2 separate regions of the Mus musculus genome follow, and region 2 is linked to region 1. A link is a contact called in public Hi-C data. All regions are on one chromosome and are shown on one strand. Each heading gives the region's core, a stretch centred on a gene start, on an enhancer-like site or on the middle of the called end of the contact. The rest is flanking DNA. Distances are from core to core; before and after follow the strand shown.

What was found. A called contact is a pair of places that touch in the nucleus more often than the background predicts.
Region 2: a contact with region 1 is called in a Hi-C map of B cells, with 3 times the contacts expected there. The contact joins the enhancer-like site here to the promoter of Smim24 in region 1. A contact is called at or near these places in 4 of 39 promoter capture datasets (cranial neural crest, maxillary cranial neural crest, pre-B cells and 1 more), 1 of 15 datasets of contacts at CTCF or cohesin (large pre-B cells), 7 of 484 Hi-C or Micro-C datasets (the 63-12 cell line, B cells, cortical neurons and 4 more) and 3 of 115 datasets of contacts at active chromatin or transcription factors (T-cell acute lymphoblastic leukemia, large pre-B cells and pro-B cells).

Annotation. Positions count from the first base shown.
Region 1 is chr10:81,391,791-81,394,355 of GRCm38.p6, forward strand. It overlaps Smim24 (small integral membrane protein 24), which reads left to right and starts at 1,274. Exons shown (of 4, transcript NM_001099917.1): 1 at 1,274-1,369; 2 at 1,994-2,105; 3 at 2,298-2,360. The coding sequence starts at 1,303.
Region 2 is chr10:82,166,716-82,169,280 of GRCm38.p6, forward strand. No RefSeq gene overlaps it. Among named protein-coding and RNA genes, the nearest start is that of Gm40720, 10 kb to the right of the region's middle. Within about 2 kb of position 1,291, at least 15 of the 459 cell types and tissues checked have an H3K27ac peak or open chromatin away from gene starts, as enhancers often do. A contact at or near this core is called in B cells and pro-B cells, where this site is marked.

The DNA.
Region 1 (2,565 bases), core at 24-2,523:
TAGGGAGCATAAGGAACCATGTGTGGTAGGTCCTCTCCACAGGGCTTCCCCCACCTCAGCTGGTGGGCATGTCAGTCTGGGCTCCTGACATCCCACCTGGGCTCAGATCTCTCAGCTCAGGACTCCATGAGTATACAGTAGGAGCTTAATATAGATAGGCATGCCTGGTTGGGTTCCTGGTGACATCTTTAATCCCAACACTCAGGAGGCAGAGGCAGGAGAATCTCTCTGAGTTCGAGAGTCTACAAAGTTAGGTTCCAGGACAGCCAGGGTTACCGTGTCTCAAAAAACCAAAATCAGGAAAAAAAAGCCAAACCCTTTTTCCAAACTGTGTGAGACCTGCCTCAAGCTTGGTATGTAGATGAGGATGACCTGGAATTCTTCATTCTCCTGCCTCCACCTCTGAATGCTGAGATGACAGGCATGTATCATCCCACCTCGTTTCTGGGGTGCTGGGGATGGAACCCAGGGCCTCATGCAAGCTGGGAGACTGCTCTGCCTCTGAGCTACAGCCCAGCACACAGTTTTATTTCTGAGACAGTGTCTTGCTCTGGAGGTCAGATAAGGCCTAGACCTAACCATCCTCCTGTCTCAGGCCTCTGTTGTGTGGGAATGACGGGCACATGAGGACATCAGTGCCCCGTTTCCTTGCTGTCTCCTGCACGTGCGCAGGCTGTGGCTGCACCCGTGACACTTCTGGGTGGGGTCCTCCTTTGCCCAGGTGAGGCTTGATATCTAATCAGCTTGAGGCCCAAGGTTGAGGGCAGAAGCCTGTGCCCTGTCTTTGTATGTTGAGATGTCTGGATGCTCTGCAGGCAGGTGTCTCTGCCATTGCTTTGAGGGTCCCCCTTCTAGGAACGTGGTGCTCCCTGCCTCCTTTGCAGCCTGGTGCTCACAGAGCTGCCAACCCCACTGGGCTGACCTACTAGACACAAAGTTGCCAGGCTTGTCCCAGCCACCAAGCCTGACTGCCACACTTGGTTGTGTGCACGTGACAGCGTGGACGTCCCATCTGTGCAGCCTGACTTCTTACAGAGGACTCTAAGGACCTGTCCCTGGGGCTGCTGGTCTCCAGGGAGGGGTGCAAGGTGCGGGGGAAGGGACAGTCTAGGTTAATATTAAACTAGCCGCAGACTCTGCCCTCCAAAGATGCAGGGGTCTGATGCCAAGCAGGCATGGGAGGCTGGGCCACAGACGGCAGGTTCCCCACCCCGCCCCGCCCAATCACTGTCTTAACCCCACCCGAGCCCTGTGCAGCTCACACCTGCAGCTGAACGTCGGCCCATATCCAGTGTGCTGGCCATGGACACCTTGGGCAGGCTGCTGCTGCTGGCTACACTGTTCCTGACACCCGCTGAGGCCCAGCAGGGTAGGACTAGGGTGTGGAGCCCGCGCTGGGTGGGTGTTAGGAACTGGGGCAGGGGCTCTTCAGCATCTCATTTCCCATTAGGAGAAACTAAGGCAAGGCAGGAAGAGGAAGTGAAGAGGGCACTGGTGGGGACGAGTGCTCTCCAATGACTCCTTCTGCCCTGTCTCTGATCTAACATCCTTCTCCCCTCTCAACGCTGTAAGCTAAGGCCACTGCCCTTTTCCAGCTGGTCCTCTCAGCTCCTTCAAGGCCTCTCTGAGCTATCCCCCCCCCTCGCCGCCCCCACTTCCCCCGCCTCCTCAACTACTTTATCTAAAAGCCTCACCCCTTAGAAGCCCAGCTTCTCCGGGAGGCGCGGACCTCCTTTACAACCTCTGCCCCCTAAGCCCCTGGCAGCTCCTAGTCTTGGACGTTCTTCCTGATTCCCACCTCTTTACGCCTTTTCTAAGCCCCGCCCTCCAAGACCCGCCTCTTTCCGTTAACGTCTTCCCCTCTCTCCCGCAGACCCCTCTGCTCCCAACAGACCCTTCTTTTTCCCTCTCGCAGAACCCACTTCCCCTGCAGGCTCCCCTTCCCCCTGCAGACCCTTCGTTTTTTGTGTCTGACTTGTCTTGTCCTTTGCAGCCTCAGAGCGCCGCCTGAAGCCTTGGCTAGTAGGCCTGGCTGCAGTAGTGGGCTTCCTGTTTATAGTCTTCATCCTCATGCTGGCCAATCGTGTCTGGTGCGCCAAAGGCAGGTGAGGACCTGCCCCTGTCCCACGCAGGGCCTCCTTGACCTCCCCGCCCTTCTGTGCTCCCTCCCAGGGTCAGCCTGGAGGTCATCTTGCTTTGCTGCCCTGTTGATCCCTTCTGATTCTTGGCGTTCATGACCTCAGTTGGGGATACTGAGGCAGAGAACAGCTCTTGTATCAATGTTTCTATTTGTGCAGAGCAGAGGATGAGGAGGCTACATTCAGAATGGAGCACATTATGAACGAGAACTCACAGCCAAGGTACCCTGTGGGTGATTCCCCCCAGACAGTCCTGAGAGGCCCAGCTGGGGGGAGGGGACAGTGTCCAGCAGGTGGACTCTGGGTGGGACTCTCTAGTGCAGATTCTGGGTCTGGGAGAGGAATAGAAGTGGGGGAGAGTTGGCATGGGCAGCTGGAAATACAGCTGAGCCCTGTGAACCTGAGAGGGTCCTGAGGAAGGAAGGGA
Region 2 (2,565 bases), core at 41-2,540, 770 kb after region 1:
TTTGGAATTTTTAAAGATGATCTTTGGTTGGTTGCCTCAATACCTTCCCCAAATACAGCTGGAGGAAGCAAGATACGCTGTTGCCTCAATCCTGGTAAGGTTGCCTCTTCAGAGGGGCTGGGTTTGAAAACAGGAGACTTCCTGTTCTTTGGCTAGGCAGCTTAGGAAAAAAAAAAGACCTCAAAGGAAAGGAACATGTTTCTTACCAATTAAGGGCTGGAATGTCACTAGAACTATTAACAAGTTCATCCTTACCGGAGTTCAAAGATGCCAAAAGTGTCTTCAGAGCTGTGATCTCTGAGCTAAGTGCTTTTAGGGACTTTATGAAGGGGTAAGGTAGTAATGAAATCTTGTCAATAGAAAAAGCTCCATGAACAAGAGAACAGAATTTCTGGCCTGGGTATAGGTCTAACATTCTAATGGGGACAAATCAATATCTTGGCAAAGGAACCATCCCTATGAATCAGGGGACTTACTTTGAACTATACCAATGAAGTAGATGGAATAATACTTTTTTGTACTAGAGATTTGTGTCAGGATTATGGATTCAGCTAATACTAATCAGGGTCTCAAGATGGACTCACTTGTCAGAATGGGGAGGGTACTTCTAGTTCGCTATGCTGCAGGCTTGTCTGTGTTTGAAGAAGGGGCTTGTGTGCTGCCCTGTGACCCACTGCTGGAACCTGTGAGGAGAGCCAGGTAAGCTGGGAATCTGAGCCATGGGGAGCAGGGCTGCCATCCCCACGTGGGAAGGAGCTAGAGGACCCTGTGTAGGGTTCATCCTGGGATGTGGGAACCAGAGGCAAGACTCAGCATCTGGTGTGATTCCGTTTGTTCCCCCTGAGGTCCTTGTACCTCCCAGGCACCCTAACCGTACTAATGAAATAGATGCTATAAGTATTATTTTTTGTACTTGAGGCATGTCTCAGGATTATGGAATCAACTAATACTAAACAGACAGGTGTGCCCTCCCCATTGCAGTTTCTTATTCCAAAATAGGACATAATAGCAACATCTTAATATCTTTGAAGAAAACGTTAAAAAAAAAAAGACAAAGAAATTTGTTTTCTTTTTTAAAAATCAAATATTAGTCTTTTTATTAAATACTGTTAAACTTGTTTTTGGATCAAGGAATTCAAATCTTTTAAATTTTCCTATGTAGTGAACCCGTTCTTTGTGGAAAGGATTTAATGACACAGAACAGGAGCTCTTTTCTCCTTAGGGCAGTGCCTCTTTCTTCTTCCTCTTTCATTTCCTGTGCAGCAGTAGACTACCCAGATAAATAAGGTTGAAGTCAGACAGCAGCCAAAGAAGAAAAGATACAGCCACCACCTGCTTCTTGCCACGTTGGCTACTGCACATGAGCTGCAATCTGCCTGATCCACCTCCTCGTCACTATGTATTCCTGGGAAAGCAATATGCTCAGATGCTTTGATACATAGCAGCACAGTGGACACAGACTCACGTGTTGGATCTGGGTGAGAACCCTGGAAAGAAGCACCATGCTGTTACTCACTGGTTCTCCCGCGGCAAAACTTGCTCCAGAGACCCTCTTTGGCAAGGGCCACTCACCTATATAGGCCTCCCTGGAATAACAACTCCCCTACACTATGATCAGAGATCAAAGGACTTATACCACACAAACTTTTTCCCAGGTCTGTCCTCCACCCAACAAGCACACAGGGTCACTATACTGGAAATTTGCATTTAAGTAGAAATGCTTTCAGTCTCCCAGAGCACTTTATGTTTCTCCTCCTAGGTATAAGGTCTCTAGTATGCACAGTCATTACACACTCAGTGTTGTAGTACAGCTATCTCTTTACCTCAGAACTGGAAAGTCCTGTAGATAACCTTAGGTCAAATTCAAGTAGGAGAAACAAAGCAAAGGGAGGCCATGGATTTGAAAGCAAAGAGGTTATATAGAGGGTCAGGAGAGATGAAAGCGAAAGACCAAATGAAGTAATTATAATCTCAAAAATAAATTTTAAAACATGGTATCAGGCTTTATGGTTCCATGTTCTCAAGAGAATAACAATTTATATTGGAGGCAAACAGAGGATTAACTCATACTTTTTATCCCATTCTCATCCAGAAAACAAATATCAAAAAACAAAAACAAAAACAAAAAAACCCAAAAAACCAACCAGTTAGGCAGGGCCACAAAAATTTGCCCAGCTCTTCTGTTCTCCTTGAACTAGTGTAACTACATAATTTGGTTGCTAAAAGGAAATTCACTTTTTAACTATATTTTTGGTTGCTGTGGTCTGTGCATCCCAATTGAACACTAATCAGATCATTTATCAATCACCTGAAGTTTATTAGCTAACTGTTCACTGGTAACTTCAAGTGTAGACAAAAATTGGAAACCTTTTAACATCCTTCTGGGCACCTCCCCTCTGTTTGCAAATGCAGAAGTCATGATCAGGGCATAGTTCCCTCTACATTTGCAACACCCAATAAAAGGCTGGGCTCTATTAAGCCATGAATCCCCTTGCCTCTCTTTTCTTTTCGGACCTGCATACCTGTATTCCCAGCACTACTGTGGTAGAGGCAGATTTGGGTTTT